2 separate regions of the Sus scrofa genome follow, and region 1 is linked to region 2. A link is a contact called in public HiChIP or PLAC-seq data. All regions are on one chromosome and are shown on one strand. Each heading gives the region's core, a stretch centred on a gene start, on an enhancer-like site or on the middle of the called end of the contact. The rest is flanking DNA. Distances are from core to core; before and after follow the strand shown. Region 1 overlaps HPS3 (HPS3, biogenesis of lysosomal organelles complex 2 subunit 1). Region 2 holds the start of HPS3 (HPS3, biogenesis of lysosomal organelles complex 2 subunit 1).

The links. HiChIP or PLAC-seq counts read pairs in DNA pulled down with a chosen protein or histone mark.
Region 1: a contact with region 2 is called in an H3K27ac HiChIP or PLAC-seq map of alveolar macrophages, with 3 times the contacts expected there. The contact joins the enhancer-like site here to the promoter of HPS3 in region 2. A contact is called at or near these places in 1 of 5 promoter capture datasets (liver), 17 of 47 Hi-C or Micro-C datasets (alveolar macrophages, blood, brain and 8 more) and 2 of 2 datasets of contacts at active chromatin or transcription factors (alveolar macrophages and skeletal muscle).

The regions. Positions count from the first base shown.
Region 1 is chr13:89,397,634-89,403,114 of Sscrofa11.1, reverse strand. It overlaps HPS3 (HPS3, biogenesis of lysosomal organelles complex 2 subunit 1), which reads right to left. Exons shown (of 17, transcript NM_001098588.1): 12 at 5,122-5,307; 13 at 4,597-4,785; 14 at 3,439-3,546. It also overlaps a transcript of CP not described here. Among named protein-coding and RNA genes, the nearest start is that of HPS3, 39 kb to the right of the region's middle. Within about 2 kb of position 4,059, at least 4 of the 83 cell types and tissues checked have an H3K27ac peak or open chromatin away from gene starts, as enhancers often do. A contact at or near this core is called in alveolar macrophages, where this site is marked.
Region 2 is chr13:89,359,611-89,365,999 of Sscrofa11.1, reverse strand. It overlaps HPS3 (HPS3, biogenesis of lysosomal organelles complex 2 subunit 1), which reads right to left and starts at 5,052. Exons shown (of 17, transcript NM_001098588.1): 1 at 4,807-5,052. The coding sequence starts at 5,023.

The DNA.
Region 1 (5,481 bases), core at 2,810-5,309, 38 kb before region 2:
AGTAGTGATCAGCTGCAAGGCCAGATCCTTAACATGCTGTGCTGCAAGGAAACTTCCAAAATTATATTCAGAACATGATCAGTTTTGAAAATCTACACAAGCACATATACATCTAGAAATGCCTTTGGAAGCGCTTCAAAATTTGAAACAGAGACCAGCTCACTGGATGGGAGGACAAAGCCTACTTTTTTGTTTTCTTTTTCACACTTCCCTGTATTTTCCAAGGTTTCTATAATAAGTATGCACTACATATAGAACCTAATAATTTGTATCAATACCATTTGCCACAAGGTAAATAACATACCAGCAGGTATTAATTCAGCATTCACAACCTGACCAATATTTTACTTTTAAGCATTTAAAATATAAACACTACTCTTGATTCTGCCACCAAAATAATCTCTGCTTTCCTTTTCTTCTGGATAAAGAGATGGTCATATCCTAATTTTATTCTTTCTGTACCCTTTTTGCTACAGCATCTTCTCAGACTCAGAGGAGGATATGGAACATGAACTATCCATTTACTGTCAGCATCATTATTTTATTGCAAATATCTACCAAGGAATGGCTAGGAGAATAAGGTTTGTCCCTTTCCTTCCTGTAAAGTTTAATAATCACCTTCATCTGAATAATTTCCTGACAATAAGATACTAAATATGAAATAAAATGATTAAAATGAAATGAGTCAAAGCTTGGCACAAAACGGATTATCAATAAACTTTTTCATTGTATCCATATCATCAAGAAATTTAAAAATAAGAAACACTAGACAATATATATCACTGAGTAAAAAATGGTCCACAGGTTACTACAACTACTCCTCTTTAAAATATTCTTTATTCTTCTTAGCAGAGTGTTCTTTCTTTTTGTTTTGTTTTTTTTTTTTTTTTCTTCAATATTGGAAATGGACTCTCCACCCCTAACATAAGCACTGTTTATTTCCTCTTCTGACCTAGATCCCTTAAGCTCAGCTGACTCTGCAGGGCTTGGAATATACAAAATTCTCTGTCTTCTCTACACAATCACACCTGTGGCTCTACAACAGGTGGTTGGCAAGGAGCTGGGGTGAGGGGAAGGGAGAAACCAGGACAATGATGGTAAAAGGAAGGGCATTTACCAGTTACTGTGTCATTCTAAATAGTGACTTTTTAACATGTCTTTATTTATAGATTTTCTTTATTTTAATTTTTGGATAAATATACTATTACAGTGATTGAGGACAAAAGACAGAGATTCAAATCAAATCTGTGTGGTGGTAGCAGTGGTAGTGGTGAGCTAGTGGGCTGTGGGGAGTCACACAATTTTTTTTCCTAATTTTTAAAAATTTTGACCATGCCCACTGTATGCAGAAGTTCCCAGGCCAGGGATCTAACCTGAGCCACAGCAGCAACCCTGGCCACTGCAGCGACAATGCTGGATCCTTAACTTGCTGTGACACAAAAGAGGGAGTCACACAATTTTGAAAAAGCTCTCCAGGTGAACTGAATGAACCTCCTCATTCCTGTATGTGAGAACAAACAAGACCTTTTTGTTTATTGGTGTTTTTTCCCCTTAATGATTAAGACTAATTGACCCCAGATAATCTAAAAAGAGTTATTATTAGGAAGAGGATTTAGAAAAGTTTCGGCTGACTATACTTTCTATCCTGTATCAGCAAAGATTCCCAGAGAGAAAATAACCTTTTAAAATACTTTAAAATAGATTTTAGGCTAGCCTTAGTGGCCTAGCAATTAGGGATCCAGGGTTGTTACTGCTGTGGCACACAGGTTCGATCCCTGGCCTGGGAACTTCCACAGGACGGCCAAAAAAAAAGGGATTTTAAAAGATCACTGAATTACATTTTTTCAAGCACAGATTATAAATATGCTTTGAAGCTTTATCAGGAGAGATTTATTATTACATATTACAATTTTAATTATAATTGCAATTATGATTTCAAATATGTAACTAGTACACATGTTCTAGGAGGGCAAGGTCCTGCCTGCCTTGTCCAAATCTGTACATTGATCACATTTATAGCACGCAGTTGAGGAATATTTGTGGAATGAATGAATCTGAGACTAAGCCCTCAGCAGCCTCTGTATCATAAGAGAACTAGAGATAAGAATCAACAGGAGGAGTTCCCGTCGTGGCTCAATGGTTAACGAATCCGACTAGGAACCATGAGGTTGAGGGTTTGATCCCTGGCCTTGCTCAGTGGGTTAGGCATCTGGCGTTGCCGTGACCTGTAGTATAGGTTGTAGACAAGGCTCGGATCCCGCGTTGCTGTGGCTCTGGTGTAGGATGGCGGCTACAGCTCCGATTCGACCCCTAGCCTGGGAACCTCCATATGCTGCGGGAGCAGCCCAAGAAGTGGCCAAAAAAATCAACAGGAATCTTCTTTGGCAATTTTTAAAAAAATATAAGTAACTCCATTTCTGGAGACACACCTGCTGTCTAGAGGGTGAGACTAAGCAACATGGTGTCTTGAGCTTACCTTTCTGATCCCCATCCCTGATTTGACATTTTGGTTTCTATAAGCAATAACCACACTTACACCAGTTTCCAGTAGAAATCAGGGGCTGCAAATTCAAAAGCCTAATGAGGCCAAAGAGATGATGAAAATGCAGGAAGGCAGCTGGGTATAAGGAAATTCCATGACAGACACTTAGCATCTCCACCAGGGAGACAGATGACTAGCCTGTCAGACAGGAGAGCATGAGCACTGCCCAAGGAGGGAGCCACTAGGTGGCTCCAGCCTGCAGGTCTCAGGCAGTGAGAGCTCAGGGTTACTGCTGAATCAAAGTTCTGCTGAGTTTTTCAAGAGAAACTTGGAACTCAAAATTCTTAATTTGAAATCTCAACTTTCATATGTTGGCAGCTCCACTGGAAAGACCAAACAAAACAGATGTGGGGATTATATTCAGTCCTTGCGCTGGTGACTACATTTAATAAAATAAAAGAACATCTACCTCTAGCCCAGCTCAATCCACCAAGTCAAATGTGGACTTTATTTCGCATTTCCAGTCAAAACACAGTGACAGAATTCCTGCAGGAAGTTCTACATTCTCTCAATCATATTTCTTATTTTTTAAGAAGATCTTTTCAGAAGCCAGATAAGCTCACTATTCTGACCTACTTCCTTTAAGACAAATATAGTGCTTGGCTTGGGCTAGAGGCCTAAACTGTGTGAGTGAACACTAAAACAAAAGTGAATTGCATCAATAGAAACACCACTAAACATTTCTGCCATACTTTCATTTCACAAAGTATTGTCAAACACATCCTGAAAATAAGGTGAGACAGTCACATGGCTTGGTGAAGCTCACTCATCCACCACCAGCGACAAAACCAGCCTTCCACTCTAGATTAATAAAACAGCTGGTGTCTCACTAAATTTAAATCCTATACAATATTATAATATGCATATTCATAAGAAAAAGAGGCATTTTTATTTACCTGTAATTTTGAAAGGTCATCCATGAAATTTTTATCCTCTAAAGAATCGGATGATAGTAAGACATTAACCCATGGATTAATTAAGCCATAATGACTACAGGTGTTTATCTAAAATGTAAAAGAAATTCATTGTAAATAAAATACAAAAAAATAAGACTTTCTTCATTCATCCCTCCAAAAGCAATTCCCAACCTTCTGCTGTGTGGCAAAATTAGGTATATATTTCCCAGGAATGCAAAGAAAGTCTCAGAAAAAGTTTCAGCCTTACTGCTTCTCACAGAATACACTGTTACTAAATAAAAGACTACAAAGAGGCACTTTATAACAAAAAGGGCAATACTGCTTTTAAGCTAATTATATTCAAAAAAAATTTGAGAGTAATACTCAAAAATTTTTATTTCTACTACTTTCCTTGGAAGGCAAAAATCTCTTCTATAAGTTTGAGATGATTCCCAGAAAGACCCCCTTTTTTAAGAAAAACCCTCATTAGACATGGCATCAAAGGAGAGGCAAAGGGGTTGTGTGGTGGGGAGGAGGTGCCAAAAGGGTACAAGCAGAGTTGTTAGGGCTTCCGCAGACTGTGGAATAGCTCTTGTCTGTGCAGCTGACAGGAAGTGGAAGTCTGGTATGGAAGTCTCTCTCGCAAGACTTTAGCAGTTCCTCTCCCATCAGGGAGGTCTACAGATATCTCTCCTCTGATTTGCCACTTCATGAGCACCTCCTAAAGGAGCAACACATGGGTCTGGGGAGAAGCCCCTTCCCTGACACATTGACTACCCAGTTACTACAGCAAGTAATATGGGAGCAGTAGGCAGCTCTCTTTAGAATATAAAATTATTTAAAATGTAGGCAAATTTACTCATAGACAATTTCTTTTTTAATTTGACCATGGAGTACAGGGGTTTGATGTGGGATCTCAATTCCCAGACCAGAAATTGAACCCTCAGCTAGTGGTGAAAGCACAGAATCCTAACCATTGGAGCACCAAGGAACTCCCACTCATAGATAATTTTTAAATGTATTTTTAACTCTTGTTTAAAAATGGTATCTGGTAATATGAATTATGTTTGATTTTAAGCCATTAAAAATAAGAAAGGTCATTATCATAATGTGTGATGAACATAAAGCTTAATTCACTGTACTATTCCATCATCTTACCAGGTCCTCTGATGTTCTCAAAGGTATGGTGTCAGGAGGCTGCTTCTTAGATAATCTCCAGATGTACTGTGACGTGAGCTTGAAGAAGAGTTCCTGAAGTACCACATCAGGGAGACACGCTACCAGCAGAGCTTCCCAAAAGTCTACTAAGAGCTGAGGAATCGTATCTTCATCCTTGCCGCAAAGCACCTTGAGAACAGTGAAACAAGCGCCCATATCTCAGATGAATATAGCACCTATCAAGTTTCAGATGGTCTGAATAGCACTCCATCATGTGGACTACATATTCAATAATTTATCATTAGCATCAGTGCCATGGTAAAAGTGAATTTAGTTAACAGACTCCAGATTGCATGAATGAAATTTTTCTAGATACTTTTTAAAAAATATGTACTTTTATAAATGGTTATGGATAAGTCAGATTTCTCAATAAACAAATGAAGACTCTCTTCGCTTATTCTGCTCCCCATCCCCCACCAACTTCACCAGGTCATCCAGAACAATTACATTTTCAGAGTGGCAAACCTTAAAGAAGGAATCTGCTTCTTCAATTGCAATTTTGTTGTTCTTCTGTAAGCCCAGGACTGAAGCCACAAGTAACCCAGGCTGCGTCTCTTTCAAGTGAACCGCAAACTCAGTTGGAACCATCTGTCCCTTCCTCTGTTGAATCAACAGCCGAGGTTCCAGGATGAAGCCACATACCAACTTCATCTTTAGATAAAAAAGACATTTAAGAACAGAATATATATTGTATTCATCTTGAAAATACATGCCAGTGCATTCAAGAATCACTGATAAGCCACTGATAATTTACTTAAATCTCAATTTTTTAACTACAAAGTCAAGTTTTAAGGACACCATTGATGATTGTCTTTATAGAAGATG
Region 2 (6,389 bases), core at 3,803-6,302:
AAAGATTGGGATGAACTGGGGAGTATGGAGTTAGTAGATGAAAACTCTTGCATTTGGAGCGGATGGGCAATGAGATCCTGCTATATAGCACAGGAAACTAAACTCTTCCTTTTATGTAGCAAGATCATAAACTGGTTAACACTAATACCAGATTAAGAAAAAGGTTGTACTCCTATGACAAAACTGTTATCAGAAGGCAGAAAAAATACACGATCCATCAAAATATGTTTTATGACTTTAGAAAAGTCAAGGTATGGTAGGGCTTGGGGGGATGTAACAGACACACTAGGGCTCTATTTACTACACTTGTGCTAGAGGACAGGTGATAAGGGCCATGTGGTTTTATCCTCTCTGCCCTACCACCTCCAGACATGCCATAAGCAAGTATCTAGCACCAGAGCTCCCCACACAGCATTCTACCCTAACCATCAGGTCTTTCCGGCATCCCTCCCTTGAGTGCAAGGAGTTCTCTCGCCCCCTCTTCTGAAACTTGAAACCAAGCAGGACCCTGTTGGGCTCCAGGGCAAGGAACCCTTTTTGTGTATCCTGTTAATTTTTTGTAAGGAATAGGCTTCAGCCTCCTTGACCTTCTCTGAGGGTAGGTTCAAACAGCTACTAATCAGGGAGGGAGGGGATATAGAGAGGTCAAGGGAGGAGTGGTCCAGAAACAACTGTGCAGCCTCAGAGCAGGATCCTGGTTCCCCCTCAAGGGATACACACATCTTTGAGACAGTACTGCAGAACTAAAACCTTCAACAGGAGTTCCTGCTGTAGTGCAGAAGGTTAAGGACCAGTACTAGGTGCTGTCTCTGCAGCAGCTCAGGTCACTGCAGAGGCTCAGGTTTGATCTCTAGCCTGATATAGTGGGTTAAGGATTTGGCATTGCCACAGCTGTGATGTAGGTTGCAGCTTCAGCTCAGATTCCCTCCCTGGTCCTGAACTTCCACATGCCGAGCGTATGGCCAAAAAAGGGGGAAAAAAAAAAAAAAAAAAGACCTCCAATAAATGGAAGATATTAACTACTTGATGAAACATTCTTCATTCCAGAGAGGTCAGAGAAGCACTTCAGGAGACCCCCTGAGGGCAGATTAGAGGAATACAGGCCCTGCACCTACTCTGATCCTTATCAGCAACTCTGACCTTGAACCACGTAAAACTCCTCACCAAACAGTCCTTGGTGGGAACATAGTTTTTGAAGGGTTGAGCTAGTTTTTGAAGGGTTGAGCCCAAAGTATCCCCCTTCGCCTGGCAAAACAATAAGTTATTTTATTCTCCTTCCAAAACTCTGTCTCCAAGATTCAATTTGGTGTCTGTGCACAGAGTTGTGGCAACACTCCCTTCACCATAAAAAACGGAAATTAAACTTCCATTACTGATGATATTTAGGAGCCCATCCTTCAAAATTCTGACATATACAGATATATACATATGGCTGGGCCCACTGCATGTAGAAGTTCCCAGGCCAGAAATCAAACCTGGGTCACAGAAGTAACTCAAGTCAGCCACTGGATCCTTAATCCACCGAACCACCAGTAAATTCCTGACTTGTATTCTAACACCCCCAAATTTATGAAAGGAGGACATCCTGCTAATTAGAGATTAAAAAAAAAAAAATAAAAACTGAAAATGTTGCAGTCCCCTTGTGGCACAGAGGGTTAAGGATTCAGCACTTTCACTGCTTTGGCTCAGTTCCCAGCTGTGGCGCAGGTTCGATCCCTGGCCCAGGAACGTGACGTGGGTACAGGCCAAAAAAAAAAAAAAACACAAAAAACCTGTAAACGTTTTCTGCTTGGGTAAGAGACTGCAAAGCATTTACAGTAAATATAAATCACTAAGATTCATTTTGTCTTTGACAGAGTGGGAGCAGGGGAAGACATTGCTTGGAGCAAAGAATCTCCACATCTAAGTTACTGTAAGTGGAAGGAAAGAGAACAAAGTGTAACTGAGCAGTACCCTATGAAGCCTTCCCAGAGTGGACCCCTACTCATGTCCTCAGCCTGTCTTTTTGTCTATAGAAAAATTTTAGTCAAAAGAAGTGAGAAAATACAGAGAAAAAGGAAAACAGTCAAGCAAGAAAATAAGAGTTTAGCCATTCAACAAAGTCAAGGACCTTTAGTTCTTCCCCAAGGACTATAGATAATATTCTGAGCTACATCCTTGGAGCTGTTTTACAGGTGCCGAAGCCCCCACCAGGAGGAAGATGCTAACTGTATGCTGCCCATGAGCATGTAGACTCCAGACCAGTAGGAACCTGAAGGTTGATGACACTGACTCCCAATTACCTTAACACCAACCAATCACAAAAATGTTCATGAGCTGATCACACCCCGCTCCTTGAGCCCTACCACCTGCAGGGAGGGCACAGTCCTTGAGGCTCCCTCTTTGCCTGGCAACTAAAGCTACTTTTTCTGTATACTCCAACTCTGTCTCCTGCATTTCTATTTGGCATTGGTGTACAAAGGCAGCTCATATTTTGGCAACAAAAGGGAAAAAGCTGAGAAGTATAAGACAAATTATCTGGATATCAGCACAGCTATCAAATCTGTGGATTGACAGAAAGTGTATCCAGACAAAGTTCAAGCTGAGGACTGAAAACTACCCTTGAGCTATCTGACTCATGTTAATGCCATATCACATGACTCCTAAACTTTAAGAGAGCCAACTGAATTACAAAAACATCTTTGTTTTTCAAGGCTTCACTACCACGCTACTCACTTGCTTACAGCAGCCAGTGTGGCTCCAGATCAGTGATTCTCAATCCTGACTAAACACAAGATCACCCCAATGCTGGGCCACATCCCAGGAAACTGACATTGTTTCTCTGAGGCTGTGGTTTTGGAATTGGTTTTTTAAAGCTCCCTCAGGTGACTCTTAGACACAAGTAGTGGCATCAAAGGATTCCCCCCCAAAACACCACTAACGACAAACAAAGCTAGAGGTTTACATAATGCCTGCCACTTCCAATTCTAGATGACATGTCCTTTCGGAAGAATGAAGCAAACCATGTAAACATAGTATCTGTCTGTCTATCCTCCCCACCCCCCAAAACACAAACACATACTAATGTTGAAACTGGTGAGTTTGCCACTCAATAGAGCTCTTAAAGGTGAGAATGCCTAACTCTAAAGAGGAGGTGGTAGTTCCCTGGTGGCTCAGCAGGTTAAGGATCCAGCACTGTCACTGCTATGGCTCTGGTTACTGCTATGGCTTGGTTTTCATCCCTGGCCCAGGAACTTCCACATACAATGGGCATGCCCACCTCCCAAAAAAAATTTTTAGGGCCACACCTGCAACATGTGGAAGTTTCTGTGTTAGGGGTGAAATTGGAGCTGCAGCTGCAAGGCCACACCAGAGCCACACCAGCTCCAAGCTGCATCTGATACCTACGCCACAACTTTTGGCAAAGCTGGATCCTTAACCCATTGAGCAAGGCCAGGGATTGAACCTACTTCCTCATGGATACTAGTTGGATTCTTAACCCACTGAGCCACAACGAGAACTCCCCCCCAAATTTTTTTTAAATAAAAAATGAAAAGGAGGTGGGATGGAGAAAACTACCACTATTGTGAAATGATTAGGAGAATAATACCAAAATCAAAATCTTCTGCTGAAAGAGAACTCACAGATCTAATAAGTGGTTTTCAAACTAGTCTGTGGACCTGCAGGCCCCTGCTGATGTAGTCATTTTTCAAAAAGAAAAAAAACAGTATAGTAAACTGCTTATAAAGCAAAGACATGTTTGTGGCTAAGTGTTTTTCCTTTTATAAATAATGATGACAGTAAATGGTAGGACTTTTTTAAAAAAATATATATCTTTACTTGACAAAACGAACAGTCGAATACTGTGTATAATAGCCCCAGTTTTTGCCGACCCAGAAAATTCCAAAATTTGGAAATCACTGATCTAATAGTCAACTTAGTGTTTTGTTTTTTTTTTTTTTTAATGAAAACTGAGACCCCAAAGTTTCTATAAACTCACACCCAACCAGTTACAGAATAGAGATTAGCCAGAGATCTCCAATCCTCTCCATTTTACTGGTAAGTACCAGAGCCACAGGCTTTTCCACCTAAAGACTGCAATTTACACATTTACAACCTTCTTTAAAATCAGGATTCAAATTTTAAGTGCAGTATTAGGCAGTTAAAAGAATCCTATGACGAATTCTTCTGTTATACAAAGAAGCACCTATTTTGAAATATTGGATTTTTCTAAAATAGCAGTATGCCCACACAGTACCCCCTTGATACTGCTTCACTTTTCTGATGGAAAAATACTGCATGCTAGCACCCTGTTTGGGTGAAAGGGGGTCTAAGATCTGAGCTCAACGTACACAGATTCAAAATGTAATGTAAACTTTCAAAAGTCGACAAGAGGTAGATAAAATGTATAGATGTAAAGGGACAGGCCATGAGTAGGCACAATTGTTGAAGAGGGAGCAAGTGGGGCGGTTCAAGAGAGTGTTCTCCCTACTTTTGTACGGACTTGTTTTCTATTCTAAAAGAGGTCTATTTGGTTTGGTTTTAAGTGTCTGGGTTGAGTGGAATCCAGCCACCCAACCAAGGGAATTTCCCCTGAGGGCGCCAGAAGAGGAGTAACTATCAGCGTCTCCCTCCCTCCAGACGCTCACACCTGTGGTTGCCAGGACAACCGCACAGCTCGGCACACCTTCCATTAGCCCCCACCTGGCGAGAACCTCCGCAAGCACCAAGTCCCTTCCCCACCCAGAGCTGTCGGCGTCGCTCGGTGCTCTAGAAAGGAGGCCCCAACCCGGCGCCCAAGAGCCCCCTGACCCCACCGCTGCTCACCTGCCTCACTGTAGGCCAGGCGTAGCACCCTGCCCAGCGTTGAGAAGGCGCACCTCGGCCGGCACAGCTCCTGCCCCGAAACGGCGAACGCCTCCACCTTGCAGCCTGCTGCCACGAACAGCGCATCACGTCCGCCACCGCAGAACTGTTCAGGCTCCAGTTTGCAGGGCACCACCTGCTGCGACCCGAACGGGTGCAGGTTATACAACTGCACCATCTCGGCGACCGGCTGCAGGGCCCCCGGCGGTGCTGGCTCCTACCAGCCCACCCCGCGGGGCGCCGGGAGACCCGCGCGGCGGCCGGAGACCCCGCGCGGGCAGAAGAGGAGGCTGTACCACTTCCGCGAGCGTTTGCACGGAGCCAAGTCACGTGAACACCAGCTGGGCCTGCCTTGGGCTCCGATTCTTAAAGAGACCTCAGCTGGGCCAAGAAGAGAGGTCGCGCCGCAAGGCGCCGCCCGCGGCCCTGCCCCACGGGCTCTCAGGCCCTTGGCTTCTGACCCAGCGGCTTAGCGCCGACTGTGATTCTGCGACCAGAGGTGGTCGGGTGCAGGGACTGATACGTCCTTCGCTTCATCTTTTCACACTACTGCTATGGGCTAGGTGAGATTTTTAGGCCCTTGACTACATTTAAACGCTTGATCATTTGCTCTCATGTACCATTTTGTACTTGCTTCAGGGTCATCACTTACGTTTCCCCAGTAGCCTGTGATCTTCTGGAGGATAGGCCTGCAAAAACCGAAGTGGCATGCGCAACTCAGCTCCAGACTAAACACGCAGGAGTTGCTCAGAAATACTGGAAATTTCAATATATATATTTGCTGAAGAATCATGGATATCCTCTAATGCACTACAACTGTTTGACCCCAGAGGACAGAAGGACTGACTAGGGGTCTCCCTCCACTGTTACTAAAACTATCCTGTAATCTGTATTCTGTATCTATTCCTGACATCTCAATGTGGAGATGTAGAAAAAAGATTTAGATGAAGCAAGTATTGGAGCTACTTTTTCCAGTTCATCCAGAAAAAAACCTAAGTATGGACTGAGGGTCGCTGTCTTACTTTTGACACGCAGGGTCCGAACCTAAAAGAAAATGCAAAATTTCCTCATGGCCCTTTCTTAGAATTTACAAATTAGATGCAAATGGATTGAAGTTCATTAAACTTCTCTACCTCCACTTCCTAAGCCCTTTAGATGAATAAAATTCCCATAAGTAATATCCTTTTCTTCATCCAACCAATAGGGAGTCAGTTCAATAGGGAGTGAACTCAGCGAGGCCAAGAAGTGAACAAAGAGATTATTCTTGTCAGCCAGCTAGGGCGAAAAATTCAAAAAAGCCTCATACAGGAAACAACCAACCTAACACAGCTGACAACCTATTCTTTTAGGTACAATGCTAATGAATACCCCCTTCTCCACCAACACCTGTGTTATTATCTTCTTTCGATTATTTTTCTCCTTCCAGACTGAAAATTATAATTTTAGTACTAAATTAAAATTTCAAGACTAAAATTACAATTTGCTCAAAGTCTGGAACCCCAGCCCCTTCTAGAGATAGCCACTTCTCCCTTCACTTGCACCTG